Regions from separate parts of the Mus musculus genome. Here regions 2, 3 and 4 are each linked to region 1. Evidence: chromatin contacts called from public HiChIP or PLAC-seq and promoter capture Hi-C data. All regions are on one chromosome and are shown on one strand. The core of a region is the stretch at or near the end of the contact, and the rest is flanking DNA. Distances in the headings are between cores, read along the strand shown.

Region 1 (7,679 bases), core at 2,788-5,287:
CTTGTACAACCACTCTGGAAATCAGTCTGGCGGGTCCTCAGAAAATTGGACATAGTACTATCGGAAGATCCCGAAATACCTCTCCTGGGCATATATCCAGATGTCCCAACTGGTAAGAAGGACACATGCTCCACTATGTTCATAGCAGCCTTATTTATAATAGCCAGAAGCTGGAAAGAACCCAGATGCCCCTCAACGGAGGAATGGATACAGAAAATGTGGTACATTTACACAATGGAGTATACTCAGCTATTAAAAAGAATGAATTTTTGAAATTCCTAGGCAAATGGATGGACCTGGAGGGCATCATCCTGAGTGAGGTAACACAATCACAAAGGAACTCACACAATATGTACTCACTGATAAGTGGATATTAGCCCAGAAACTTAGGATACCCAAGATATAAGATACAATTTGCTAAACGCATGAAACCCAAAAAGAACGAAGACCAAAGTGTGGACACTTTGCCCCTTCTTAGAATTGGGAACAAAACACCCATGGAAGGAGTTACAGAGACAAAGTTTGGAGCTGAGACAAAAGGATGGACCATCTAGAGACTGCCATAACCAGGGATCCACCCCATAATCAGCTTCCAAATGCTGACACCATTGCATACACTAGCAAGATTTTGCTGAAAGGACCCAGATAGAGCTGTCTCTTGAGAGACTATGCTGAGGCCTAGCAAACACAGAAGTAGATGCTCACAGTCAGCTATTGGATGGATCACACGGTCCCCAATGGAGGAGCTAGAGAAAGTACCCAAGGAGCTAAAGGGATCTGCAACCCTATAGGTGGAACAACATTATGAACTAACCAGTACCCCGGAGCTCTTGACTCTAGCTGCATATGTATCAAAAGATGGCCTAGTCGGCCATCACTGGAAAGAGAGGCCCATTGGACACACAAACTTTATATGCCCCAGTACAGGGGAACGCCAGGGCCAAAAAGGGGGAGTGGGTGGGTAGGGGAGTGGGGGGTGGGTATGGGGGACTTTTGGGATAGCATTGGAAATGTAAATGAGGAAAATACCTAATTAAAAAAAAAAAAAAAACCTCGAAGAGAACGCTTATGAGAACCTGAAACCCAGGGGGGAAATGACTCCCCCAAAGAGTGATAGCAAGTGGGATCCAAATCAACTGAGGACTGTCCGCTTTCCACTGCTGCATGCAGCCATCCAACTAGGAAGATACGAGGGCTGCCATCTAAACCTCTGAATTATCATCAGTCTGAATGTCCGGTATCTCTATCACTTTCCAGTCAGTCTTTAAACATACTACCTCATTGAAACATTCCATTTCTTGCTCCTGAACCCCAGTTTCTTTGTCTACATACAGGGATAGAACCACTGACCATTCCGTGTTATGGCAAAGATGAGAAAGACAAAGGATGAGTATCCGCCCTTCCAATCAAGATTTTCTTCACCGCTTTGCAGGTTATTATCATCCAACGGAACCAAATCCCTGGCCCTCAGATAGTAAAGACAATGAGAATCAAGGCCTTCATAAAGGAATACATGGTTGGTGGGAATAACAGAGCATACGACTAGCCAATTTCATGTGTAGGCAAATATTGAGAAGAGATTCACATACATCCACACTCACACTTGCGTGATTATTAAGAGCAACATTATTCATGACTGTCCAAAATGGAAGGATCCCAAATGCTGTCAACTGACAACATATAAGCATTATATCCACAAAATGGCAAACCACTCTCTGAAAACACCATGCTAAGTAAAAGAAGCCAGACTTCAGAGACCACACATCCTAAATGGTTCCATTTCTATGAATATCTGCAACAGCCAAACTTGGAGACAAAGCAGTAAGGGATAACCCAAGGCTGGAAGGACAAAGAGCCAAGAGTAATGGTTAAAGGATAAGGGTTTCCTTTTAGGAATGATACAGGCATTCTGCAACTGACTATGGTGAAGGTTATATAATTCTAAAACAGTTGTCATACAAACTTTAAGTGGGTGAACTGAATGGTTTATGAATTGTAACTGAAGAAAATTAACTTTAAAAAAAAATTAGGTTGAACCACTCCCTTATAACCAGAAATTGAGCAAAATATTTGTTCAACATGGTTCTCTTTCTCTCTCTCTCCGTCCCTTTCCCTCTCCCTCTCTCTCTCTCTGTGTGTGTGTGTGTGTGTGTGTGCATGTGTTTGTGTTTGCATGTGAGCGCGTGCACACATGCACCTTGGAGGGAATGCTGCATTCACTGGGACCGCTGGGTAGACTGGGTGAGAAGATGGCATTGAGCTAACAGGCAGCAGCATTTGAAATGAGTCGAACTGAGGACGGCTGGATAATTCTGTAGGTGCAGGTAGAAGGGATGAGCTGATGGGGTGGTTTATGTTTTCAGAAGAAAGCACTCAAGGATGGATCTTACAAGATGAATTTACAATAAATATTACAATAAATACAGCTTGAGCTTACCTCCTTCATAAACCGTTCAAATTCTTCATCAAGGTCTACTTTGAAATAGTGAGCCATGGTTAGTAATTTTCACGTCACAAAGCAAGTATCTTAAAATTATTCACAGCATTGGAAACACTAAATGACAGAAACAGATGGAAAAATAAACACCTCTGGAGGAAAACAATCATTAAACATCATTAAAACAACACTACTTTAAACTTCAACTTCTCAAGACAGTTTTATATATGTACACACATATATATGATGTAACTTGACAGTTATATTGCAATTACGAGACACCATTGGAGGTCTAATTCATTGAAGCTAACTGACTTGGGAAAGTAGCTTATGAAGTATGTCTTCTCAAGGTTGATCATTACATTTCATCCAGTCGCTAAGAGGTGGGCTCCAGGATCTTTTCCACTGTATATGTATTTGTCTCTGCTAATACCTCTCAGAATCCAGGTCCTCACAGAGAATATTAAAAAAAAAAAAATTAAAAGAGCAGGAGTGGAAAGACTAATATTTTTTCTTGTAAAGCACAGTATACAGGTTGTGCTTCCGGATTCACGTATTTTCAAATTAAGGGTTTTGCAAAATAGACTTTCTATAATCAGGATTTTTTTCCAGACATAAACTAAGTGAATTTATAAGACTCAGAATATAATAAAGAATTTAGTGGTGCATCCCAGAGATTTCTACACTTAGGAGACAGACAGCTCTTTAGTTGGGAGGTTAGCCTGAGTTACAAGCCTGAATTTCAGGTTAGTCTGAGCTATATAGTGCAATCCTGTCTTAAAACATCCCCAACGAGCACAGAATACCCTTGGAAGTTAATGACACACATTAACTACTATTTATGTTTCTCTTGAAGCAAAGGCAGGCTAAAAGAAACAATGCCGCGAGCACCTTTAATGGGATCTAGTCAAGTTGTCTCAAAGCTGGACTTCAGCTAGGAGAGGCCATCTTCAGATCTGTCCTAAACCTTTGGATTTAACTCTTTAGGGCAACACGAACAAACGCTAGTTTTCTTTTCTAAGGGACGGCAGCAGGTTTGCCCACCATCTTTCAGTGGAATACTTAGTGCTTTTATTTGCATTTTCGACTAAGAGGTCTTAGGGTCAGGATGAGGAGTTGGACAAACAGGTTAGTCAGAGGCAAACCCCACGAAAGGGCCCTCAGCTCAGTCCAGGCTGCAGGAAGCGCAGATTTGGGGGCTAGCTCGAAGCAAAGACTTGGAGTCCCGACAGAGGAGCGGAGTAATGCGCAAAACAAAGTTCGGAGACCCTGCCTGAGGTACAACCTGGAAACAACAACAGGGTCGCAGACAGCCACAACGCCTCACCTACCTGCTCCTGGGAGCCCGCGCTCTCCCGGAAAGTCCCGGCGAGCGGGCTGTTGTCAGGGCAACAGACCCCTACAGGCGGGCTCCCGGGTGTCACGTGATCCTGCCTGCCACGTGACCCAGGGAGCAGCCAGACAAGCTGTCAGTCTTCTGGTGACTCTCAAATAAAGATTGGAACCTTCACGGCTCTGCAGGATGTGGCGGCCGTAAGGGACGTGGGCGCGGCAGCAGTGTGCACATCCCGCTTTCTCTTACTCCCGGAAATCCCGAGCTCAGCTAGCCGGCCGGGAAGACCCAGGCGCAAGCGCACCATCTAGAGCCAGCGCGTGGCTTTCTGGGAGTTGTAGTTTAGTCCCTTTGTGCTCGTCCTTCCGCAGCGAGCTGCTCTTCTTTCCAGCCTTTCCCACCCTTTTCATTTGAAGGCTACTGTCCAGGTTGAAAGTTTTAAAAACGGTGTAAGAGGGTTGATTTCCTTCAAGTAATAAGCCTTGTGTGGGTGTTATGAGAAAAGTACAAATGCATTAGAAATAATTCCGGTGTTAGAAGAGATGTCCGCCACCCAGTGGACAAGCATTTGAAAATACACAATACCAAGATTCTCAGTGAGAGCCTTGCACTAGTTCAGCAGCTCTGGTTTTTCTGGTATCCTGCTTTTCAAAGCTCTCTTCTGCAGTGGTTTGCTTGAGTTTTTATTTTATTTTACTTTTTTACCCGCTCTCTCTCTCCTCTTTCTTTCGCTCTCTGGATACGTATACACAGGCACACCAAATCAGAAGACAACATTTTGGAATGAAAGTAAAATCTTCAAACAGTAAAGGTCTTTGCCTCTGGTATACATAGTTCTGTACCTCCTTTCTGGCCTGAACTTTTCACTCAACAATGCATATTGACATCTGAGTGTGTACAAGCCAGAAACTATCCGATTAAAATGCAATAATAGAGACCTGTTTTAAGCTACCATTTTAAGCTTGGTGAGAGCATTATGTACATTATTTAAATTTTACAATTTACAAGTCAACTTAATTCAGCTTATGGCTTTTCTTTTAGTACATACTGAATTGAGCACATTCCATGCCCTATAGACGTGGGTTCCGTGAAGCAGACAAGTAGCCCAGACAACTGTTAAAGGAGTGCGGCAAGAAGAGCTATGGTGGCTAGTCATGTACACAAGCTGAGAAAGTTGGGGGATTTTTTTCCACTTGAGGTCTCATTTCAGTCTCACTCACCATAGTTATTTTTTACCATCAACTTGTTAGGGTCCAAGATCTTGGGAGAATGATACCCTAAACTAAGTAGTATGCAAAAGCAAAGAATGTTTATTCAGCAGAATTTCCTGCAAGGAGGGGTCTCCTCATTCAGGAATGGACACATGTAGTGAGTGGGCTTGCAGGCCTAGCTTTTATATTTGTCAGTTAGGGGAATTCCAGGGAGGAATTTGTGCCATTTTGCCTTGATTGGTTAGCTCTATCTCTAGAAGTTTGACTGATTCTACAATTGGTTAGGGCTCTGGAGACTTCCCAGGTTTGGGGTGGGGAGGGATCTCTTATCCATTCTAGATACCTATTCTTACTTCAGGCCAGATGACAAGGTGTCCACAGATTGGCTGCCTGTGGCTTGGTTTGCTGACCACAGGTTCCTGGACTTAGGGTCTCATTTCTGGGAAACAGAAAGTTAGGCCTCGTCTCCCAAACTGTTAGTTTATTTTCACCTTATCCATCTTTCGTTAGATTTTCCAATTCAGCTTTACCCGCACCAGACTACTAAAACAATTCTTGGTGGGGGTTGCTAATTTTCTCATAGGGTGTTGCAAGATTGTAGAAAACAAATTTCTATGACATAACCTTAGTTAATATGAAAACCCTATTTGTGCTTGTTCTAGATTTCCCTTTGAGCTCTAGTGTTCTCTTACGCGCGTTTGCGACCGGCCAGGAAAGACGCAACAAGCCAGAATCTTCTGCGGCAAAGCTTTATTGCTTACTCAGGAGCAAGAGAGGAAGAGCGCGGCAGAGAGAGGCAGAGAGGAAGAGAGAGAGAGACGCAGAGAGAGGCAGAGAGAGGGGCAGAGAGAGAGAGGCAGAGAGCAGAGGAAGAGAGCAGAGGAAAAGACGAAGAGAAAGAGACAAAGAGACGAAGAGACGAAGAGAGGGAGTGCCAGAACCCCGTCCCTTTTAAGGAGAATTATCCTCCACCTAGGACGTGTCACTCCCTGATTGGCTGCAGCCCATCGGCCTAGTTGTCATCACGAGAAAGGCAGAGCACATGGCGGGAAAACTGCCCCTGCACATGTGCAGATTATTTACTACTTAGAACACAGCTGTCAGCGCCATCTTATAATGGCAAATGTGAGTGCGGCTCCCCACAGTGTTCTATGTATGATAACCTAATTCATATATATTCACATAATACCCTAGAAACATCTCTCTGTAGACCAAGCTGGCCTCCAACTCAGAGATCCATATGCCTCTACCTCTTCAGTGCATGCACTATGCCCACCACACACTAGAGCCATCTCTAAAGTAATAGAAGCCTTGCGTTTTTGCTTGTGTGTATGCATGTGTGTGAGAACACCTGAGTGTGCATGTATATGGAGGTCATAGGTTGACGATTGGATGTCTTCTTCAACTGTTTTCTACCTAATCCATTAAGGCAAGGTCTCTCACTAGAGCCCAGCGCTTACGATTGACTAGTCTAGCTATCCAGCTTGCTCTGAGGATCCCCTGTCTCTGCCCTGAATGCTCTGATTACAGCCATCTATTACTCCCCACCTAGCTTTTACATAGTGCTGTGGATCTTAACTCTGGTCCTCATTCTTGCACCACAAACACGTTACCCACTGAGCCATTCCTTTCAGCCACAGAAGCCTTGATTTTATTCTTTTCATATACTTATTTCTCTAATTCTCATGTGACATAGCAATTACTTGACATAAATCTTGCAGTTTTCTCTTCCCTATATGTACTCAATCATGCCAAACTACCTTTGAAATGTGTCTTCCTTCAATTCACTTCTCTAAATCTTAAGTGCTGATGTTTTGACCCACAACATTATTTCCTGAACTACTTCCCTAACCTCCTGCTTTTTCACTTGTTCCCCCTAGCATACTGTCTATACAATGACATTGTCTATATAAGAGGTCATTATTTGACAACATAAACTAGGTTAGTTCATTATTTAGGATCCTTCAAAGAATTCTTGCTAGATCAGGCATAGCGGTAGAAGAGACCATGTGACACAGTTGCTACCCCTGGAGCAGAGCCGGCAGGATGTGGGGCTCCTGGAGTGCTGATGGTTGCTGTAGGTGTAAGGTTTGTTTGCATAATAATAATATATATATATTCTCATACTTACACACACACACACACACACACATATGTATATGTATATGTATATATTTCATGTTCCTTCTTTGGGAATGTCCTTGCCAAGGTTATCAGGGACTGTTCTCTCTGCCAAGGTTAATGACTCCATGATAATCAGAAACAGCACAATTCCAGGAGGTGAAGGTGTGTTTGGTGTTTCTCAGCAGTTTGGTGGCTATGACTTTCAGGACAGCCCTTAAGTCTATGGGAAAGAACCCTGAAAACATGAGTTCAAGAATACATCAATCACTGTGAGAACTGGTTTTTTTTTTTTTACAGGATTTCTCAACTACAAAAATATAAGGATGCAATTATGAATTGTACAAGGGGCTTCATAGACTTGAAAGAACAGAGGCAGCTACACTAATGAGCCAGCTTAGAAAGATAGTAAGGAAGGAGACATGATTGGTCAATAGAGGGGAAAAAACCTGGATCATTGAAAGGCAAAGGAATAGCTTAAAAAACAAGAGCTTGCTAAACTAAAAAAACAAAATGTATGATTCAAGTAAAGAAGCTCCAGAAAGTGAAATGGAGCTGAATCCTGTGTTCACAGAGA
Region 2 (7,679 bases), core at 2,045-4,544, 260 kb before region 1:
GATCAGTTTTCTGTTTTAGCAAATTACCCCTGCAGAATGAAAGCCTAGACTCAGAACAGTCCAGACGAAGATGGTAGGGGTCTTGGTCTGTTAGAAGTCCACGGGGATGAGGAATAATGACATTAAATGTTCAACAGAATGTGGATAGTTGGTCATTTTGGCTATGAAATATTTTATTCTTTCTTCTTTCTTTGCTGACTTAGAGGGTTGGCATGTAATTATTTCCTCGCTCTCTGGGAGTTTTCAAAGACTGAGCCCTCCATGCCCTTGAAAAAAGGGAACTGTCTCTTCCTGCAGCTTTGATCTATGCTCCAGACTTAATGAGCCACTGAAGTCTGCTGGGAGGGTGAAGGGGAGAGATGAAGAGGTTGTGGGGTGAAGGAAAGAAAAAAACCAAACAAGGACAATACCAGACAGGACCTGAGGTGCTGAGAAACTGATCTGGGGGGAGTTCTAGCTGGGCAGTGGTGAAGAGAGCGGGTCTAGGGAGTGGAGTCCTTATCTGACTCCATGATCACCTAGCAAAATCCTCCTGGCACATGACACAGGTATCCCTGGGCTTTCCCAGCCATCCTGTTTTTCTTCTGTACACACAAGAGCCTCCAGACCCAGAGATCTCTGACAGTATGAATGATGTTAGGACAGGTAATGGCCTGTGGCAAGGGCCACAGGCTGAAGTAATGAGAGCCACTTCCAGACCTGGAACATGAAATACTGTTTGTCCCTGGTTTTGCTCTGGCTTTGCATTCCCCCCAATCACATCAACTTGGAATATATCAAGCTGCTGAAGCTGGGGATCCATTTGTGAGTGTGGCACAGCTTAACTTGTCAGGACTAATACCCAGATGCGGAAGCCAAAGCCAAAGGCAGAGCTGAGGGGGGCTGGGGGGGTCCGCAGGTGTCGAATACACAGCTTCCCCCTGACAGCAACCTGATCTCTTTCTGGAGAATTCTTGGAGGTCAGAATTCCTAGCTCTGCTTTCCCGTTTCCCAGAAGCTGAAACCTGAGGGTGCAGATCTGCCTGACCTCAGTCCATCGTACTGGTGAGTGGATAATGCCGAGAGACATGCAGTATATACCTCTGAAGGTATACACATGACAGCATAAAATCCAGTCCCCATGTGTGCTTCTCATCTTTGCAGTTCCTGTGACACAATGTTCTGCCGAAAGAAACCTAAGGAAGGAAAAGCTTGTTTTGGTTCACAGTTTGAGGGTGCAGTCCACCCTAGTGAAGAAGTCACCATAGCAGGAGGAGGAGCCTGGCGGGAACCACAGCAAAAAAGCAAGAACCATGAATAATAATGCTGAAGGATACCGCCCAGTATACCCTCTCAAGGCATATCCTGCTGGCAGATATGATGTCTTCCAACACAATTAACTTAATTAAGATAATCCCAAGAGACATGTCCAGAAACACATCTCCCAGGTGATTCTAGATTCTGCCAAGAGGATAATTAGCACTAACCATCACACTACCCAGGACGACATGAATGTGGTTGCTCTGGGAGATCAGGGACTGGTGGAGGTACAGGTGGTTGTGAGCTACCTGGTGTGGGTGTGGGGAACTGAACTTGGGTTCCCTAAAAGAACAGTATATGCTCTTAACTGCTGAGCTATCTTTCTTAGTCTCTAGATTTGGTAAGATCCCCTAGCAGTGGCTGGGTTGAGGTATAGGATAACTACAGGTCTTAAATCTTGATACTGTAGTGAGAACGGACCATCTGACAATGGGTCTCGAATAGCAGTGCCCTCCACTGCAGCACTCTGACCTTTTGCAGAGATTGTTATCCTTGCTCCATCTTTCTCTATTTAATGCTTTTCAGCCACCTTCAGTTTGTGCTTCTAGCAAATTCCCCACTGGCGAGCAAAACGCAACTTTGATGGAGCAATTGGTGACAAGATAGAAAGCTACAAGTGGGGCAGGGAGAAGCAATGTCCTCACCCTAGTAAAAGAAATTGGTTTTCAGGTGGCTGGGGATGGAGGGAGAGACTAGTGGGAGAGATGACTGGAATGGGGGGAGGGGGAGGGTTGGGAGCAAGTGGAAGCCTGGTGTGAGAGAAAACTCCATGGAATCTAGAAGGGGTAACTCCAGCAAAGTCTCCTAGTAATGGGGAGCCTAGGGTCTAAAGGAGCCATCCTTTATAACTAGGCAAGGCCTCCAGTGAAGGAATTGGGACACCAAGCCAGCCACAAACCCTCCTACCTACAATTTGTCCTGCCTGCAGGATGTGCTGGGACTGGAGCCTAGCATAACCCTCATCAAAGAGACCAGACAGACCTCATCCAGCAGCTGATGGTAGCAGATGCAGTCTCACAGCCAAACATTATGTGAAGCTCAGGGAGTCCTGGCAAAGAAGGATCAGAGGACCAGGGTGATCAAGGATACCACAAGAACACAGCCCACAAAATCAACTGACTGGGACTCAAGTGAGCTCCTAGATATCAGGGAACTTCTATGGGTCTAATCTAGGCCCTCTGCATATGTTATGGTTATGTGTGTCTGTGTTCTGGTGGGATTGCTAACAGTGGGAGCAGGACCGATCTCTGACTCTTTTGCTTGTCTTTGGGATGCTTTTCCTAATACTGGCTCACCTTGCCCAGCCTTGATGTGAGAATACATGTCTGGTCTTACTTAGCTTGTTATGTTGTATATAGTCGAGGTCCTTTGGAAGGCTTGATCTTTTCTGAGGGAGGTGAAGTGGGTTGGATCTGGTGGGGGTGGGGGTGGGGAAAGGGGAAGTCTAGAGGAGAGACTCAGGGGAGGGAAGGGAGAACATAATATACAAGAGAAGAATAAGTAAAAGGAAAAAAGGAAAATTCACTTTCTAGATCCACTTGTGATTCCTACCAATTTGTATAAGAACCCACTATACTCAGCCCCAGGAGGCATTGTGTATGATTGTGACATAGTAAACTTATTGTGATGTTCTTAAGGAGACTCTTATATAGAAACCAGCTTTTGTGGTATCTTGCTAGAATTAACATTATTAAGGAGGGGAAAAATCCTCTCTAATTTCTTCTTTGGCAATATGTCAGTATGATCAGATTAGAAGGAGGATTCAGTTCTGATCTAGATGAGATTCTCTTGATTCAGCTTTAATATGACTTAAGTTTAATGATATAAAGAGAGAGAGAGTCTAGAAATGCAGATTGAACAGGCTTACTTTTCTCAGTTCCCTAATAAATGCTGCTCAAGGGATGGTAAGGAAACCAAAATAGGCCATGTGCACAGACACAAAGGGAAGAGGAGGGGATGGCGGGCCATGACTGACTCATCCCTGTGAAGAAAACTGACACCAGAGCAGAGCCAGCAGTGGGAGACAGAAACAAGCTGACTCATACTGCAGAACTCTGGGGAGACTCAAGAAGGGAGCTTTGGGGTTCCTGGGAGAATGAGAATTTGAGGAGACATTTAAATAGAATGGGATGAGAGTGCATTACTTGCCATGGTAAGATACCTTTCCACACAAAACGGGAACATCCCCCACTGTCTATCACAGTGGCACACTGGGAAGGTCAACCCTGATAGCTCTCTGACTCAGAGCACAGCAGGCACAGCTGAGGGACTGTCCTGAGATAATGGGGTCATTAGTTAACCTACTATCTTGAAATGATGGGGTCACTAGTAAACCCATCCTAAGCAAGCATTATGCACTCAAATTCAGCTCTACTGTGGTCAGTTGGTTGCCATATATATATATATATACACATACATACATTTTAAGATTTTCAGTACCTAAATGCTACTATTGTTGAAGTCAAATATATCCCCCAAGGATTCACACTTTGAAGGCTTGGTCACCAGCTTTTTATGCACAGGGATGTGGTAGACCATTAAGAGATGAGACCCAATGACAGGAATTTAGGTCCCTAGGGGTATGCCCTTAAAGATGTCAAGACCTTAGTCTTCCTACTACTACTGCTACTACTACAACAACTACTACTACAACAACTACTACTGCAACAACTACTACTACTCTTCCTCTTCCTCCTTTTCTTCCTCCTCCTCCCCTCCCCCCCAATACCTCCTCCTCTTCCTCCTTTTATTCTTTCCTTGCTTCCTGGCTTCCAGGCACCATGCATTTCCTGCCACAAGCTCAGAAGTCACAGGGCCTCCTGGACATTGAGTGAAACCTTTGGAATTATAAACCAAAGCAACCTTCCTCCTTATCAGTTGATTATCTCCGTTTGTCATGACGGCGAAACCTGACAACATGACAGTTATCTGCTCCAATATCGTTGTTCTTGGATGACAGTTACAAATACAATTTCAGGGTCTCTAGAACCAAGAGCAACTCTTCTCTCTGAGAGTTAGAAGAGTGCATGGCCGTGAACCATAGGAAAGGAGCCTGGCTCTCTGCAGACCAGCCATCTGGAAGCTGTGCCTTCTAGGTAGTATCTCAGGGCTCCCCACTGGCTCTTGGTTACTTAATAATACAGTGACTATAAGCACAATCCTGGAGTCATGTTGCTTGAGACCAAACTTAGCTCTGTCATTTGTCTGCTAAGACAACCTACTTCCCCATATGCTGGTTGCATTGTATAAAAGAGTTTAAAAAGTCTTGCACATCTTTGGTGCAGATACCGAGAATTTACTACTACTACTTCCTCCTCCTCCTCCTCCTCCTCCTCCTCCTCCTCCTCCTCTTCTTCTTCTTCTTTTATCTGTAAGCATTGTGTTTCTCTCTGTGACAGTTAGTTACTCTTGATCAGCAGCTTGACAGAACCTGGAGTCACTGAGGAGACATAGCTCTCACATACTCCTGGGAGGCTGTTTTTAGAAAGAATGAACTGAGTGGAGAAGATCCTTCTTGAGAATGGGCAGCACCTTCCAATGGGTGGCCCAATACTAAACGGGATAGGGACTGTACTTTTGCCTGCCTTCACTTGTTCATGAGTGAGAATGTTTGTCTCTGCGGCTGCTGCTGCATCATGATGATGATGACGATGATGATGATGACGATGATGATGATGATGATGATGATGATGATGATGTTAGTGCCATCCTCTCCTGGCTCCAGATACCAGCTGCTTCTGCCTTCCTGTGTGGAACGTCATTGATACTTAGGAACAAGGATTTCAGCATCAGACTCAGACTGCTGAGGCATCCACCTTCATGGCCTGAACAACTACAGAGGTTTCTGACTCTCCAGCAGATAGATGGCCATTGTTGGAAGGCCAAGTCCTTGTTACATAAAGGCAGTCTTTAACACTTACATGTATATATTTATGTGTATGTACTTGTATGTGTATATGAATATATATATACATATATGTATGTCTCTGTGTGTCTCTCTCTTTGTGTGTGTAATGGTTTGAATATGCTTGGCCCAGGAGTGGCACTACAAGGAGGTGTATCCTTGTTGGAGTAGGTGTGGCTTTGTTGGAGGAAATATGTCACTGTGGGGATGGGCTTTGAGACCCTCCTCCTAGCCACATGGAAGTCAGTCTTCTAGCTGCATTTGGAACAAGAGGTAGATCTATCAGCTTCTCCAATTCTATACCTGTGTGGAGACTGCCATACTTCCTGCCATAATGATAATGGACAGAACCTATGAACTATAAGATAGCCCCAAGTAAATGTTGTCTTTTATAAGAGGTGCCATGGTCATGGTATATCTTCATAGCAATGAAACCCTAAGACACACACTACACACACACACACACACACACACACACACACACTCGTTGAACATATATGTATTAATTGAATACACATATCAATCCCATTCCTGTGAGACCCCCCCAGGTAGAGTTTTAAGGGATTAATTCAACTAATATCACCATGTTAATTCTCCCATTATCATGAGCAAAATGTCTGCCAAAACAACAACAACTTACAATGGAAAAGATTTATCTTAGCTCATGGTCTCAGGGAAAATAGTCCCTTGCACAGAAGTGGCCCATTCCAGGCGAGATGAACTTGGCTCAGCTCCTCACATCCTGGTAGGCAGGAAGCAGAGGGCTCAGGTAGAACTTGAGCTGTACCGCTTTCGAGGCCCACTCCCAACTACTCACTTCCGCTAACTAGGCCATGGTCCTACCCTTCCAAAATAACACCATCAAAGGCACTGGGTGGTCTGGCGCATGAGCCTGTGGGGGACATTTCACATTCAAGCTGTAACACTCAACAGAATTCTATGACTCAGAAAACTGTGACTCAGAGTATGATCACTAGATTGTTTTTTAACCTAAACACTAGAGGCCCATGGTGGCTCCTAATGTCCTAGGAGGAGTGGTGGAGCTAAGAAAGCATAAATTTGAAATCATACTAATAGTAGTAAATGTGGGCACCTCCACATGATCCCTCATTGATCACTACTGGAAAACAACTGGACCAGTTCATGGTTCCATATTGATCTCAGAACAGGAAGAGAAGAGGTATAAAAGGCAGCATGTGACCATTGGTGAATATTTGAATAATGGCTGGGAATTAGGTAAGTCGTTTTATATGAAAGAGATTGTCCTTGATTTTAGAATACAGATTGTACTAGGGCTCTTGAACAGAGCTCAGCACACGTACACACACACACACACAGACACACAGACACAGAGAGTGTACATGCAGGGGTTATGGGAGAGACAAGCATGGGAAAAAAGATTCACCAAGTTACGCTGGAGGAGATGGTCATATCAAACTGGGGACCAGGTAACCTGCTACATGGCAGAACTTAGAATAGAATAAATAACGGGATGGTTAAGTTGTGAGCTAGTTGGGGAACAGAGCCAAGGCTTTTGGCCTAGACATTTACTCATCCATAAGAAGTCTCAGTCATTGTCTCGGGGAGCATGACATAGGTGGCAAAGCCAGGTGAGGGCAAGCAGGCAAAAATCATTTCCTTTTATCTGGGCTGTCACCAGAGGTGCCAGCTACAGAGGGATAGGTTTTCCCCTCTTTGAATAATGTGATCAAGAATCCCTCATAGAAATACCAGCACTTGGAGTTTTAGTTGATTCTAAATGTAGTCAAGTTGACAGACAAGATTAACCCAGACAATGGAGTATTTAGAAGTAAAGGGAGGTGAACTCTGTAACTTACAACCAAGAAGTTGAAAGGGAAAATGAACATTAAGGTACAATTTATCTAGGTGTCAGGATTGTTTAAGAATGAATGAACCCAGAGAAAGATAGGCTTTGTTGTGGCATTTTCACATACATGTGTCTAATTGTGTTCTGACTCATCTCCCTACCTGACTCATGCTCCGCCCTGTTCTGGCTGGTCCCTGTCCTTCCCCGTATTGTCCATTGCCCTCTCTTTTTCCTCATCCCTTAAGACCTCTTCCTCTCCTCTCCTGACCCTCTTTCAGACTGTATTACACACATGTGCACAGATACACACACACACACACACACACACACACACACACACACACACACACTTATGCAATGAGTCCAGTTCTCTGTAGATATGAGGTGACTATATGAGGGAAAATAAACAATTTTTCTTAATTCCCTCTAAGTCTCAGCTGTCACCAAACAAGTAGCATTAAAGAAACCAGGACTCACGTAGGTAGCATCATCATCTCTGTGAGGTTCCGGAGCCCGTTCTCCCCTAGAGGGTGGCCGCCATCAGCGTGTCCTCCTGATCCTCGTTGTCTTCACAGCGTTTCAACTGAGGAACTAACAAGGATTCTTTTTATAAAAAGTGACTTCAAGATGTTCACCAGTAACCTATGG
Region 3 (7,679 bases), core at 2,462-4,961, 170 kb before region 1:
AAGACCATACTTGAACTTTCTGGCAGAATACATAAGAACTTTTGCAGAAACGGTTACTTAAAGAAAAATAGAATACAAATTAAACAACAAAATGATACACAGGTGCAAAAAGAGCATGCATGCATGCACTCATGAAGGGGCAGAATATTTCACTCACTTACTTTGTAGCCCAGGCTGCATTCAGATGCTCCATCTCCATGCCCTTGCGTCCAGAAGGCTGAGATTGCAGGTGTGTACCGCACTAGGAAAGTGTATCTTCTCACAAATCAGAGCTTCATAACAAATTCATTTTGATTATCTATAACCTAAAATGAACTTGCTAAAATGGCTCCTGGTAGCTTTATGGTTTTAATACAATTTTCTAGCATCCAATTAAAACAAAATACAGTGGTGCATGCCTTTAATTCCAGCACTTGGGAGGCAGAGGCAGGCAGATTTCTGAGTTCGAGGCCAGCCTGATCTACAAAGTAAGTTCCAGGATAGCTGGAGCTATACAGAGAAACCCTTTCTCAAACCAAAAAAGAAAGAGGAGGAAGAGGAGGAGGAGGAGGAGGAGGAGGAGGAAGAAAAGAAAAAAAGAAAAGAAAAGAAAAGAAAAGAAAAGAAAAGAAAAGAAAATATGGTGGTTTGTGAGTTTTGATCACTAAGCCAGCTGCCTGTGCATATCTCTATTTCCATTACAGTAGACAGGATACCAACCATAGCTCATGCTCATACACATGTAGTCATATGCGAACTCAATAGCAAGCCCTAAAGTCCAACCAGTGAACTCTTATATGAACCAAAATGGCAAGCTTTGTGCATGCAGATAATTCAGTTTTCTGAATTTGTATCGCATATATTCCTTATCCTTTAATAAAGACATTTTAGAGGGGTTAAGCAGGTGGCTAATGACACAAACAGGGTTATGAACACGTAGACACGTTCATGTGGTTTAGTGAAATACAGGCAAAATAGTAGAAGTTATAGTTCTCAGCACCAAAGCAAATAAAAACCCTGCAGCTTTGTGTGCGCTTGGCTCTGAAGGAGGAACAGACCACGTCAATTCTGGACTCTGTCTGTTATTTTGGAATAAATGGGGACTTGGAGGTGAGCCTGTGAAAGATCTAGATATTTTGTCCCCATCATAGACCGAGTTGTGCTCTGATTTTAGATGCTGTCATTGGCTGTGTTAATCCATGGGGATTAGACAGTGGGGGAGTGTGTTCACTATCCTGTCTTTATTGTGTCTTCCTAGGCGGCTGTGTGGACCCCATTACAAGTCTGTTTCCTCCCATTTAGAACATGCTTCGAAGAGCAGTTCTTTGTGTTTCACAATGGCTGTTTAAATGAGTCTTCATTTCTGAATTTTTCAGTGAAGCACATTCAGGTGCTTGATATGATAAAGACTCCCCACGTTCTTAGCAAGTTAATACTTTATTGTACAAAACCTTCAACAGGCAACTTGAAGACTAGTCTTGAGAAACAAATCAGAAAATCCCAGCAGAGCATCTAGGCTTGTTTGCACTGCTACATTTCATATTTTATTAATATGTACACTTACGTTTTAAAAATCTAGGATTTATTATTCCAAGCTACATGTGAGGTGGGGGCCTCTGTACACAAATCATCAGAAGAAGCTGCAATGGCTCATGGCCAGGCCAGAAGGAACAACAGATTCCACAGCCAGAGCTCCTAGCACATGGGTGTCTGGGGAAGCACACTGAGGGACGGACACTAGCCCACTGGGACATGTGGCTCTGGCATGTCTTCCCTTCTTCCCCATTCCCTCTCCTGAGCTAGCCACCAGGTCTATTCCCTTATTTGGCCACTGAGTTTCTGGTGGGATGTAATTCAGTGGGTAGGATGGCTCCCTACCCTGGGCAAACAGAAATGACAGTTTCCTTCAAACAGGAAAGACATCATCATATGCACAAGGCCTTCCAGAGATGTGGTGTAGCATTCCTGTGGGAGCAGGGTTCAGGCTAAACAGTCTCCTCTTGCTCCTCTTGTCTGGAATATTTAATAATAACAGCTAGTATTGGTGTAATACTTTTTGATTAGGAAAATAGTTTTCAACAGGCCTTCAGCAGCAGGCAGATGGGCAGGCGCTGGCAAGCAACTGTCTAACAGCAAAGGTAGGCAGACAACTGTGCTACTAACTGGATGACATCTTCAACCTACCAAGGAGGGTTTTCCTCTGTGTGTGTGTGTGTACTGAGCTCTTCCTCCTTTAAGAAGCTAATATGCTAATAAGTAAAACACATAAAGTTGATTGTTCTAAATCTGGCCATACCTGTACGTATGTATGTATGTGTATATGTGTATATGCATGTGTGTATATATATATATATACTCACATATACATACACATACATATATATCCAATATAATATATATTGGATAAACTCAGGTGAGTACAAATATTACCATGAACACTTTTTAATATTTGAAGTATTTACTAATATTTTTTCTTAATGTACATAAAAGTGGCCTGAATGTTATTTTCTTTCTTTTATCACCCCAACCCGATTTTGATACCAAAGTCATATCAGCCACATGACATGTATTTTGGGGTGTGCAATTGTCTACTTCTATTTATGATATAGTTCTTCCAACAGAGATCTACTTGTTCCTTCAGTAGCTAGTGGCTATCACCTAAATAACTTTTATCAATATTTTTTAAAACTTGATTCATTTTCTTTAATATTTTAAAGTCTGTCTGGTTTTGTGTTTTCCACTTTTGAGTCAGTTTTGCTAGGTATTATTTATTTAGAAAATTATTTGCTTCATCTAACTTTTCTAATGAACTGAGGGAAATTATTAAAAGTATTTTTTTTTTATTTTTTAGGACCAAGAATGTAACTCAGTAGTAGAGTTCTTACCTAACAAGGCAAAAGGCCCTGGTTCAACCCCCAGAATGACAGACACACATGTGTGCATACACACACAGACAGAGCAGTTGTGTTGTTGCTCCTTTTATGTCTGTTTGCTGATGTTTTGGCTGTAGTATGGCCTCCACGCAGCTGAGGCCATTTTGACCCATTCTCTCTCTTTTTAAAAAATCATTATTTTATTATTCTTTGATCGTTTTTTACAACCCAGTCGTTTTCCCCCTCCCAGTTCACCCTCTGACAGTTCCTCATTCCATTCCTCCTTCCACCTTGTCCCACCCCCCCAAGTCTCCCAAGAGGATATTGCCACCCTACCCCCTCTCTACCAGACCTCCCCACTCCCTGGGGCCTCAAGTCTCTTGAGGGTTAGGTCTGCCACAACAGGCAGGCCTCTGCTGTCTATGTGTCAGAGATCTTATATCAGCTGGTGTATGCTGCCTGGTTGGTGGCTCAGTGTCTGAAAGGATCTCGGGGGTCCAGGTTAGTTGAGATTGCTGGTCTTCCTATGGGGTCGCCCTCCTCCTCAGCTTCTTCCAGTCTTTCCCTAATTCAACTACAGGAGTTCCCAGCTTCTGTCTATTGGTTGGGTGTAAGTATCTGCATCTGGCTCTTTCTGCTGCTTGTTGGGCCTCTCGGAGGGCCACCATGCTCAGCTCCTGTCTGTAAACACACCATAACATCAGTAATAGTGTCAGGCCTTGGAGCCTCCCCTTGAGCTGGATCCCAATTTAGCTTTAAGAAGCTAACATTCAAAAAAAGCAAACAATGGCCGAGAAGCACTTAAAGAAATGTGCAAAGTCCTTAGTCATCAGGGAAATGCAAATCAAAATGACTTTGAGATTCTACCGTACACCAATCAGAATGGCTAAGATCAAAAACTCAGGTGACAGCATGTGTTGTCCAGAATGTGGGGAAGGAGGAACACTCCTCCATTGCTGGTGGGATTGCAAACTGGTACAACCACTCTGGAAATCAATCTGGAGGTTCCTCAGAAAATTGGAAATAGATCTACCAGGAGACCCAGCTATATCACTCTTGGGCGTATACCCAAAGATACCCCACCATGCCACAGGGGAACATGCTCCATTATGTTCATAGCGGCCTTATCTGTGATAGCAAGAAGCTGGAAACAACCCAGATGTCCCACAACAGAAGGATGGGTACAACAGAAGGATGGGTACAGAAAATGTGGTACATTTACACAATGGAGTACTACTCAGCTATTAAGAATTTGACCTGCCCTCTTTCCCATCTGCACTGATATCTTTCAAGGTTTAGCTACGTTAGTGGTTTTTGAAGACTGGATCTCTGGCTTTGTCAGTACTTTTCAGTTTTACTCTTTCCTTTGCTGTTATTCTCTACTGTGGCTGCTCAAAGGACTCCTGTTCTCCCAGAGAAGGATAGAAGAGGGAGAAAGAATGTATAATATATTTGAATTAAGATTAAGTTAAGGAAGCTGGCCAGTGGTGACACACGCCTTTAATCCCAGCACTTGGGCAGCAAAGGCAGGTGGATTTCTGAATTCAAGGCCAGCCTGGTCTACAGAGTGAGTTCCAGGACAGCCAGGGCTACACAGAGAAACCCTGTCTTGAAAAACAAAAACAAAAACAAACAAACAACAACAACAACAGATTAAGCTAAGGAAAACAGGCTGTCGCTCCCTCTGAGAAGGGCTAAACTCAAGCTGTTTTGTTATTTTTTCGATTTTTTTTTTCTCATTTTAGTTTACTTTCTCTGTGTGGGCTTTTTGCCTGTGTGTATTTCAGTGTGCTGTGTCCATATGGTATCCACAGAGGCCAGAAGAGGGTGTCAGATCCCCTGGGACTGGAGTTAGAGGTCACTGTGAGCTGCCCTATGGGTGCTGAGGGTCAAACCCCGATCCTCTGGAAGAACATCCAGTGCTCTAAACCTCTGAGCCGTCTCTCCTACCCCTCAAGAGGATGGTTTTCAATTTTCTTTTGTGCTGTTTGGAAAGCCCTATAAGCTATGTTCTAGGGGAATGTCTTAAGAAAATATTGCTTTTTTATTGCATAGCAAATTTCTATGCAACATCAGGGGCAAGAGGAAAAGGACTTTCTGTTTTCTTTAAATGCTCTGACTTACCTTGTGGATGCTACATCACAAGGGGCAGAGCAGGTGAAGGAGAAGAGAAGAAAGCTGAGTCATTTCTGTAGTAAATCACTTTTGGAAGGTAGAGGGGCTCATTTTGCATCTACCACACTCCCTAACTGTTCCCTAACAAGCCATTACGTGCTGTTGGCACATCTCACACAAGTGAGAGCAGGGTTTCTCGGGCTCCAGCGTCTGCAAAGCACAAGCAGACTGGAAGGACTTAGGAGAGTGTCTTGTCTTTACCATCACCCACCAATTTGTTCCCTTTAGTGACCAAACTCTGAGCTGGTGTCTCTATCCCTGTGTTAACCTCTCTGTTTTAATCAAGAATAAGGTTAAAATGGGTGATACACCTGTATGAAAATGTCTTTGTGAAGTCCATGCTCATGTACAATACCAATTCTACTTTAAAAGAAGCCCCTGGGCCAACCGGGCACATAAATAAGTAGAGCAACAGTTTAGGTGCAAGATAATAAATATTATAATAAATAAATACCCACAAAGAGGGCTGTGGGGGTAAAGCAGAACTGCACTCAGCATGTCTGCCAAGACCCCTGCAGGAGGAGTCGAAGCTTGGCTTATGAGGCAAATGGAAAACTTTCAGAACGTGCTGGAATGGGTGAGGGAAGCTTGGCCAGAAGGGAAAGATCCTGGTTACATTTCTGTGACGGTAGTGAGGCCAGGCCCATGCATGAACCAGAGTTCTCATTTGTGAGAACACTCCGCGGCAGGAGAGGATGGGAAGGAACGCCATGGTGAGTATTTTAATTAGAGGTCAGTGGTGCTCTTCAGCATAAAGATGCACAGCCAATTCTTAGCTCTTACCTCCATGCAAAGTCTCCTAGCATCCCTCAGCCAGACCTGTTGCCAGCAGTAGCACCTGCTCTCTCCTCTGCCTGGCCTCTTGCCCACCTGTGCTCACAAAGCAGCGATTTTGATTTCTCTCCACATCCAAACCATTTCCTTGGCTGACCTTTCCTCTTCATCATTTCTAGACAGGAACCCCAACTGGGATAGAGCAGGAGGCTGGAGATGGAGCTGGGCTGAGTGAGTCAGAAAAAGGACAGGCTCCAGGGCAGAGGTCCTCAGCCTCCTCAATGCTGCAGCCCTTCAGTGCAGTTCCTTATGTTGTGGTGACCTCCAAACACAAAATTATTTCCATTGCTACTTCCTAACTGTACTTTTGTTACTGTTATGAGTCTTACTGTAAATATCCATGTGTTTTTCAGAATTGTCTTAGATGACTCCTGTAAAAGAGCCATTCAGTTCTCAAGAGCCGAGGTTGAGAACCACAACTCTAGGACATGAAAGCTTGCTAGCTGATTAGCTCAGCGACCTGCCAGATGCTGAGTGCTTCAAAGCAGGAAGCCTACACATTCTACTGAAGGAACGTCCTATTTCAAAAGTAGCTTCTAGGCTAGAGTACCGTAGGACAAGAAAAACCCTATGCATATGGTGAGACCAGCTCCTTCAGTCTCTGTGACTCTGAGGCACTTTGGCTGCAGTGGCAGACAAGTGAAGTCGTCTCAAAAAGCACCGGAGAGCTGAATGAAGCCTGCGCTGCAAGCCATTTATCACCTATGCCCCACTAGTCCCCACAGCTGCACTGTACTACCAATGCAATTCTCACTCTATGTGCAGGTGAATAGATGCCTCGAGAGGCTGCCTGGGCTTCTGTGCTCAGGTGAGGCTAGCAGTCAGAACTCACAGCAGATCCTTGGGCTTGAGAGCCCACACTGCTTCCCCTGCCCACGGCTGTGACTCCTGAGCAACTAAGGGAAGCCTTAGAGGACTGAGGGAGATGCAGGAAAGCCGGCCCTCTAAGGTCTGCCCCACCTACTAATGGGCTCCGTCAGGGGCAAATGCCTTTGAAATTAAAACTTACTCTCCAAGCTGTTTGAAGTCAGTCTCTCTGGCTTCCCAGTTCCTGGGCCCTGTGACATTAGGACGTGTATTTGGCCTGCCCTGAGGATGCCCTAACTGTTCTCATCTGGAAGGCAGAGAGTGACTGTGAGAGCCACCTGTCTGGCAGGAGAGGCTTCTGAAGGTAGTGAGGAAACAGTTCTCTGAGTCGGGGAAGGTGGGATGGGGCGGGAGGTCAGTTTAGATTATGAGCATTGAAAAATATTTCTAGCAGGGTTAATATTTGAGATGACCTTTGTCAGAATGAAGGGTTTTGATTGTCAGAGCTTCGGGAAAACTGTGGAGCCCAGAGGGGTCTGGTGAACGTGGTGCTGTGAATGAAGAATCTCTCTCCCCCCTCTCCTCTCTCTCCCCTCTCTCCTCTCTGTGTCTGTCTCTCTCCTCTCTCTTCTCTTTCTCTCTCTGTCTCTGTCTCTCTCTGTGTCTCTCTGTCTCTGTCTCTGCCTGCCTGTCTGTCTCTCCCTTCCTTTCATCCTCCCTGTCCTACCTGCAGTCTTTCACTGATTGCGTTCTTCTAGATAAACCTAATTCAGACCCCAGCTGTTTCCCAGAGCTTTGAGATAACAAATCAGCCACATTCCGTAGTACACTTTTGCTTCACATCTTGTAGACTTAAGCAATTCCTTAATTTGGGGGTGGGAGGGGCAACAAATAGAATTAAGAGTATCTATGTTTGTTTCTTTCCACTGGGGAACTTTACAGCAAGGACATCAAGAGATTAGAAGTACAGGTTGGGATATGTAGCTCAGTGGACACACTGCCTCCCGGGAC
Region 4 (7,679 bases), core at 1,601-4,100, 140 kb before region 1:
ATGAACAGACAAATTCTTCTCCTTCATCATGCAATAGCAGTTCCACACGTGTTCAGGCCTCTGGGTGAGTCTATTCTACTATATCTATATATTTATCTCTCTCTATATATACAATATTACACATATGTTATACATATATGTATACAACATATGTATTTTATATATTGTATACATATTCTATATTTACATATATGTTATATATACATACAACACATAAGTGTTATATGCATGTATACATACATATGCATATGTATATGAATATTATATATGAATATTTTCCGAACAAGAACAGGTTACATTCTATAAGGGGCACTCTGCTTTCAGTGTTTGGGAAAAGAACAATATTTTGATCCTGACATTAAAATAAGGGGGTATAGAAACTAGCTGGAGGTGGGTGCTAGGAGGGAGGCCAGCACAGAGTGGTAGCATGGCGCTTCTGGTATGGCTGTGGAGTGAGAGGAGAGGAGATCTACAACACTGCAGAAGGTGAGAACCACAGTTCCTGTTGTGCAGTTCCCACACCTGTGCTGAAGATTCAGGAGTGACTGATTAGACGTTCATACGATTGGATGTTATATATTTATAAGTCAAATTATCTTGGGCTCTCTTTAGCTCCCTTAATACCCACTTTTGTATCTGACCTAACTTCTTTATGATCACCACGAGAAACCTTTTGGAATGTTTTAATAGATCACTAGCTCCCACCGCCCCCAAACCTAAGGATGTCACAGGACAGCATCTGAGTCCTACAGCAGAGACATCAGGACTTCGCTAGAGCTCGGCTACCTGATGTTTCCACCAACATATTTGCAAGCTCCTGAATGTATGATGTCCTTTTGTTCTGTAACTATGAAAACCTCATGATTGTTGCTGTATTAGAACATAGAATTTGAAGCCAGGCGGTGGTGGCGCACGCCTTTAATCCCAGCACTTGGGAGGCAGAGACAGGAGGATTTCTGAGTTCAAGGCCAGCCTGGTCTAGAAAGTGAGTTCCAGGATAGCCAGGGATATACAGAGAAACCCTGTCTCGAAAAAAACAAAAAAAAACCCAAAACAACAACAACAACAACAACAATAACAACAACAAAGCATAGAATTTGGAACAAATATTTAAGTTTGTATTTCTCACCATAGCCACTCATGTTTGGCTCCAGAATAGCCCATGTCTCATTCCCTTTGAGGGGAGAACAACAATCAGTATATCTTAATAATTTAGGAGCTGTTGGAAAAGCAGAACAGAACAGCCAGGAAGGAAAATGAGTCCTTTAGAGATTACATCGAATTGTGCCAAAGGAGATAACAGATCCAGTGAACTGACAACTACTAGATAGGATCTTTGCTAGCTACACATCTAACAAAAGACAACTATTCAAAATATATAAGGAAAAAAAAATGCCAGGTGGTGGTGCCGCACACCTTTAATCCCAGCACTTGGGAGGCAGAGGCAGGTGGATTTCTGAGTTCGAGGCCAGCCTGGTCTATAGAGTGAGTTCCAGGACAGCCAGGGCTACACAGAGAAAACCTGTCTCAAGAAAACAAAACAAAACAAAACAAAACCTCCAAAACACAAAAAACAAAAACAAACAAACAATCAACAAAAAAACCCAAAATATATAAGGAACCTAAAAGAACAACTACCAAGAAATCAACCAATCAATCAATCAATCAATCAATCAGTCAGTGAGTCAGTCAATCAATGAGCCAGTGAGATAAACAGTTCTCAAAAGATGAGATACAAATGGCCAATAAGCATATGAAGACACTGTCAACACCCTTAGCTCTTAGGCAAACGGAACATAAAATAACATTGAGAATCCATCTCACCCCAGGTAGAATTGCTACACATCTTGATGTAGCTGTGTGGCAAAGTCCAGCCACTATGAAAATCAGTGCACCTCAAAAACTAAACATAAGATCACCATATGGCCAGTGCTAACATCCTGGATACTTACCTGAAGACTCTCCATTGAGATACATCAAAAATACTTGCACATCTGTGTTCACTGTGGACCTGTTTAAAACAGCCAGGTTGTAGAATTAGCCAGTCTGCCAACCGATGCATAGTGACAACGTGATGCAGTCAGAATGGAGCTACACTCAGCCATAAAGCAGGACAAGAGTCTGTTGTTTGTAGGAAGGCAGACACAAGGGGAGAGCATTGTATAAGTGAATGTAAATATTGTATTTTTTCTCATTTGCTCATTTTAGATTTTATCTAGATAAATAAAATAGTTTGTGTATAGCATATGAAAACATAAGCTAGATTGTGGCAATGCACGAAAATAAGGGAACTGGGGAGAAGGGAAAGATGGGAACAGGTAGATGTGGCCAAAATACAAGATGTACTTGTGTGAAAATGTTTCATGAACCCATGACTATTGATGAGAAGTGGACCTTTCTCCGGGGCTTGATGGGGAGATGATTCATACCTCAGAGCTCCGAGCCTTCCACCTCCATCCCACAGGGGAACTCACGTCATATCTGACATTGCAGCCATGGCTCCAGTCTCCCTACCCCACGTCTCCATTTAAATCACTGTGCACAAGTAAACACCAATACAAATATTTTTAAAAGGATCCCCAGATCTATGAATCCAGAACATTTAGGAATAGAGGACTTGCTGTGAAATGGAATCAACAACATAGGAAGGAGAGTGGATTTGACAAACAGGAAGGTCGGTGTGGTCAGTTTCCCCGGGGGAGGAATCCCACTGAGATTATTTGCAACTGGAGTTGGAGAGGGTATGAACAAATCATAAGGCTGATTATCCAGGCTGACCGGGCCACTGACTATCTGAACATCTGTGAAGAACCGGAGAGGATGATGTCATTGTCAAAATCCGTTCAAAGAGAAGGGGGTTGAGGAGGAGTGGCGAGCTGGATTTGTAAAGAAAGAATCTGTGAATTCTAGAGTGTCCATGGTTAGGGCTTTGTGTTATTTTGTCTGACTGAATGTAGCATTCTTTTTTTCAAAGAGGGGAAGGCATCTTGCTGGGGATGAAAAATGATTTTCTGTAGCTTGCTGCTGAGAACTCTGTTACCATAACAACCGATTTCTTCAGGCAGGAGGGAGGATTTGACTGTGCAGACAATCTACATGGGACTGTTGTGATTTCCAAGGGCAATCTTTACAGCCTTGTCAGCAGAGCTCCTGTGGTTGTGATTGTAATTGCGTGGCAGGTTACATTCTAGTTTAGGATCTCTAAAGGGCTTCTCCATTATTGACTCCTAGTAACCATACTGTTTCTGACCCATTATCAACAGCAAAGATCTGCAGGTGTTTATCCTATGGTGGCTGTGGTTAGTTCATCTTTCCCTTTGAGTTCTGTTTATGGTAAGAGTTAATGGCTCCCTTTAGGGTTTAAGTCAAACTAAGAGACTCACAGTGCCCTATGGCCAGCTATTATTGCACTCTGTACGGTGCTCCAAGGGTCTCCATATTCTCCCAGTGGAAAAATCTCTCCAGCAATCACTGGTGGGAAGTGAACATTTCACAGAGGTTTAGTGGGTGAGGTGGTTCAGAGCTCAGAGCTAAGCACCTTTGCCCTCCCTCCCACACACACACACCATTGCCTCAAGTGACTCATTGAATCCAGGACTGAGTCTTCTTTCCCCTCCACTCCGACCACCTTCTTTCTGCCCTTACTCCCTCCAAGTCTCCATCTCAGAAGACAGAATCACAGGCCACGATGAAGACCCCTCCATCTGGGGCTCCCTACAGCATCTGTCTTTTAAAAGTCCCAGTAAAGACAAGGCAGAGGTCATCATGTTGCAGATGGTAGTGGCTTCATCTGTGCTGTACAAACAAAATATTTGCTAGGATATTCCTTTCTTAGATGATAGAGGATATGTGTGTGTTTAATGAATTATTTCAGGCCTCTGCATGTCTGGTTTAAAGCCAGGTTTTATTGGTCTTTAATATGGAACACCTCTCCAGATTCAGGCCCTGAAAAAGCTGAGTATGGTTTTCGCATCAGGATCGTAAGTGCCGTGAAGGTAAGAGTCTTCCAGGGCTTTGTTCTCATCTTGCTGTAAGATTGTCTTTGCTGGGAGCAGCTCTAACTACTCTGTTATCTGCCATTAAGATGATTGTTTGGCTTAGTCCTCCCTCCATTCGACCGTGGTATTCAGACTTGAACGATGATCTTCCAAACTAAATTAATCATTTCTGGGAAAATATTTGCATAAAGAGAGATTGTAGAAGAGGAAATAGACAGGAAGAACTGATACATCTTCCATCTTCCATCTTCCACATCTTCCACAAGACCAGTGGTTCTCAAATTTGAGTCGTGACCCCTGGCAAATGTCTATCTCCAAAAAAATATTTACATTATGGTTCATAACAGCAAGAAAATTGCAGTTATGAAGTAGCAATGAAATCATTTATATGGTTGGGGGTCACTACAATGTAAGGAAGTATATTAAAGGGTAACAGCATTAGGAGGGTTGAGAAAAACTACACTAGATCTTATGTCCTGAACGTTCTACCACCATCCAATAGGATCACAGATTGAGACCCAACCCTTCAACATGTGGTTTTGGTAGGTGCTGAGCATCCAACTGACAGACCCCAGTAGTTATACATGTTTGAATGTGCCTGTGGCAGGGTTATATTTTGATGCATTTCTGAGAAAATTGAGAAAACCATTAGACTCAGAATCCGAGACTGTTTAGGCTAAAGGAAGCCTTTCTCTCCTCTTACTGTTTTTAAAAGAAGGACAGTGACTAAATTGGGTCTTGCATTATTAAATATTTTGGCACAATGAGAATTTTCCTCCAAAATTGCTTATCTTGAGCTGTGATTGGCCTTTCAAAAAGGTCTACATATGTTATGTTTAAAACTTGATGAGTTTAGAGATAATTATATGTCTCCCATAAATCTGCTCGCTACTTCCAAGGGTTTTTGCCCATTATTTAAAATGTCCTTATTATTTTTGTGCGTGTGACATGAATAATTAAGATCTGACCATTTAGCAGAATTATAAATATAGAAAAGAGTACTATTAGCTGTAGACACTTCAGTGCACAGAAGACCTCTGGGGCCAATTCATCTTGTGCGACTGAAGCTTTGTCCCCTGTAGCTGTCATCTCCACATTTCTCCCTCCCTCCTCACACCTGTTAACAGGTATCATTTTGCTTCCGTGAGTCAATTAAATTTGTTCTATACCTCCCATTACAAAGTTCTCCCATTACAAAGTTCTTGTTTTCTCATCTTAGTTTCATTTGTACTGTTAACAAATGGTGGGATGGATTTCCTTCTTTTTAAAGATTGAAGTCATATTTCATGAAATGTTTTTTCTCTACCTGTTGTCTGTCAATGGACATTTAAGTTGCTTCTATGTTATCTTAGTCCATTTTAACTGCTATAACAAAATACCAAACTGGGCAATTTGTAAACAATAGAAGTTTATTTCTCACAGTTTTGAAGGAGAGGGCAGTCAGGTGGACTTACCAGATCTGGCATCTGGTGAGGACTGCTCTTTGCTTCCAAGATTGTGCCCCCATGGCTATATCCTCTGGGGAAGGAGCAGAGACAGACAGCTGGATACGCTGTCTTCATGAAGTGGAAGAGGCAGAAGATAAAAGGAGAGGAAGGCAGCTCTCATGCATTGATTGCTTCCATAAAGTCACGAATCCCACTTGTGGGAGCCCCATTCTCATGGCTTGATGAAATCTTAAAGACTGTCTCTTAATACCTTCTCATCGACTGATTTTCAACATCTGCAATTTAGAGCAGACTTGCTCACTGGATTACACCACTCTTAGCTTTTGCGCACAGTCCTATATGAACAGAGCCCCCCTTTTTGAAGAAGATCAATGAATGAATCAGGGCTCTATATCTTTAAAATATTTGGCACAATCGTAAAAGAAGGAAGTATTTCAGTTCCTTTGGATGTGTGCCCAGAACAGGATTCTCTCCACGTTCTTAGTCAGATGCCATTAACAGGTAGAGTTTTAGTTCGTTTGAGCTGTCTGACATGGGAGCTTGCACACCAGTAAAACAGGGAGGAAAGCAGTATGCGGCCTTCTAATAAGGGGGATGGCTGAGGGATGAGAACTCAGGACGTGAAGGGGAAGGTGCATGTGTGCTTGTGCTTGTGTGTGTGTGTGGGGGGGGGGGGCTGGGGAAGAGAAAGGAAAACAGGAAGGACCAAATACCTAGTTAGGGTTGGAAGGTAGCAATAGATCAGTGCAATCCAAACCAAGAAAGCGAACAGCCATGAAGGGAAGCAGAATGTTGAGTAGCAGATGGACCATTGACTAAGATTGCCTTTTGAGACTGTAGTATTCTCCAGATACAGTGTGTTAGCAAGTTTCTTATTCAGAGCTGAAAACTCTCTCCTTTTGTGAGTGAGGAGGGAGGCTTTAGTGGATCGAGTTCTTTGCTGTGTTGCCATAGTTATGAAGGAATGGCAGGTGCAGCCCAGCTCTGACGATGCCCCTGGTCTGCTGCCACGTCCCTCACACAGGTGCAGAATCAACTACACTAAAAGAGCACAGGTGTTACTAGGTGACTCAATGTCCCAATAAATCATAATTAAAGCAAATGAACTGGTAGCCCAAGGGATTCAGGTGTTAGAACAAGGCTTTGGAGATAAAATATGAACCCAAAATTTGAATTTGTGGATGGAAATGGCAAATGAAGCATAAGATAAAATATCTTTTTCTGACATGGGAGGAACTCAGTATCCTAAATCAAGGCTTCATACAGAGCTGCCACTTCATTTAGTTTAAAATTGGAGATGCATAGTTTGGTGGTGGTGAGGAGGAGGAAGAAGAGGAAGAGGAGGTAGGAACATTTCAAGGTTTTTGTTGTTCCTTTTACTTCTTAATGACATAAACCAAAGTGCTAAGATAAATGAGCCATGAAGCCAGTTTGGAAGTTTTGAATATAAATGTAATCAGAAAACACCCACACACACCATCACCTTCAAGCAAGCATGTCAGATAGCCGAGGGGGCTATAATGTCAAAGCTGCTGACACTGTACTTCTGTGATAGATGAGTCCTATGTGTTCAGGACCTAGTCAGTCCACTCCAAGGCTTGCAGTGGATTCTATTCCTGAAGAAATACACACAGTTGAACTTCTGAGCTCGGCAAGGTAGACGACTCCCTTAATTAGCAGGGCTTCTTCCCTTACCTTGTCTGGGGAATTCTAAGCCCCCACACATGCTTCTGTCTGAGAAATGTCACGTAGCCTCAATTAGATTATAGGATCCATTTTCTTTCTCCTGATAAAACCTGTTCAGCTAGCACCAGAGACTCCTGAAATGCTTCCCCATGCTAACGAGGCCATTCCAGGTACCCTAACCCCCCAGCCAATGATCTTTGTCCATCCTGGATGGCCCTCCTCTCAGTCCCCAAAACTTTATAAGCCTTCAGTCACCCTAAGTAAAGTTGATCTGCCTACTGATGGTTGGTCCCGTGGTGGTTCATTCAAAGTAGGTACTCTCAGGGCTTCCGACTCCCCTCCCCCTTGCCGTCCCTGTGCCCACTGTCTTCATGGGTTATATCAGCCTGCATGATCCACGAGAGCAGGGAGACCCATAGAGCAGACCTTTTTTTTTTTTTAAAGATTTATTTATTTTATGTGTATGACTGTTTTGCTTGCATGTGTGTGCATATTTGTTAGATCCCTGAGAACTGGTGTTGCTGATAGTCGAGAACCACCATGTGGG

The links. Promoter capture Hi-C pulls out the DNA fragments that hold promoters and counts their contacts. HiChIP or PLAC-seq counts read pairs in DNA pulled down with a chosen protein or histone mark.
Region 2: a contact with region 1 is called in an H3K4me3 HiChIP or PLAC-seq map of bone marrow-derived macrophages, with 2.7 times the contacts expected there. The contact joins the enhancer-like site here to the promoter of Cep162 in region 1. A contact is called at or near these places in 2 of 39 promoter capture datasets (neural stem cells and pre-B cells), 5 of 115 datasets of contacts at active chromatin or transcription factors (the SCID.adh cell line, bone marrow-derived macrophages, embryonic stem cells and 1 more) and 1 of 9 other capture datasets (adipose tissue).
Region 3: a contact with region 1 is called in a promoter capture Hi-C map of trophoblast stem cells, with 2.9 times the contacts expected there. The contact joins the enhancer-like site here to the promoter of Cep162 in region 1. A contact is called at or near these places in 12 of 39 promoter capture datasets (the 3T3-L1 cell line, 3T3-L1-derived adipocytes, the C10 cell line and 7 more), 2 of 15 datasets of contacts at CTCF or cohesin (pro-B cells and stem cell-derived epiblast-like cells), 28 of 484 Hi-C or Micro-C datasets (the AML12 cell line, the Ba/F3 cell line, the G1E-ER4 cell line and 17 more), 8 of 115 datasets of contacts at active chromatin or transcription factors (embryonic stem cells, epiblast stem cells, large pre-B cells and 3 more) and 3 of 9 other capture datasets (adipose tissue, embryonic stem cells and pancreatic islet).
Region 4: a contact with region 1 is called in a promoter capture Hi-C map of neural stem cells. The contact joins the enhancer-like site here to the promoter of Cep162 in region 1. A contact is called at or near these places in 3 of 39 promoter capture datasets (the C10 cell line, neural stem cells and stem cell-derived epiblast-like cells), 7 of 484 Hi-C or Micro-C datasets (the G1E-ER4 cell line, the HL-1 cell line, embryonic stem cells and 2 more), 7 of 115 datasets of contacts at active chromatin or transcription factors (the 230-238 cell line, the SCID.adh cell line, embryonic stem cells and 1 more) and 1 of 9 other capture datasets (pancreatic islet).

The regions. Positions count from the first base shown.
Region 1 is chr9:87,251,495-87,259,173 of GRCm38.p6, forward strand. It overlaps Cep162 (centrosomal protein 162), which reads right to left and starts at 4,038. Exons shown (of 27, transcript NM_199316.2): 1 at 3,769-4,038; 2 at 2,438-2,554. The coding sequence starts at 2,494.
Region 2 is chr9:86,996,842-87,004,520 of GRCm38.p6, forward strand. Gm36539 (a long non-coding RNA gene) reads right to left here. Exons shown (of 4, transcript XR_379680.3): 2 at 7,509-7,622. Among named protein-coding and RNA genes, the nearest start is that of Gm36539, 5.5 kb to the right of the region's middle. Within about 2 kb of position 3,295, at least 42 of the 459 cell types and tissues checked have an H3K27ac peak or open chromatin away from gene starts, as enhancers often do. A contact at or near this core is called in bone marrow-derived macrophages and neural stem cells, where this site is marked.
Region 3 is chr9:87,081,315-87,088,993 of GRCm38.p6, forward strand. No RefSeq gene overlaps it. Among named protein-coding and RNA genes, the nearest start is that of Mrap2, 59 kb to the right of the region's middle. Within about 2 kb of position 3,712, at least 7 of the 459 cell types and tissues checked have an H3K27ac peak or open chromatin away from gene starts, as enhancers often do. A contact at or near this core is called in trophoblast stem cells, where this site is marked.
Region 4 is chr9:87,112,756-87,120,434 of GRCm38.p6, forward strand. No RefSeq gene overlaps it. Among named protein-coding and RNA genes, the nearest start is that of Mrap2, 28 kb to the right of the region's middle. Within about 2 kb of position 2,851, at least 37 of the 459 cell types and tissues checked have an H3K27ac peak or open chromatin away from gene starts, as enhancers often do. A contact at or near this core is called in neural stem cells, where this site is marked.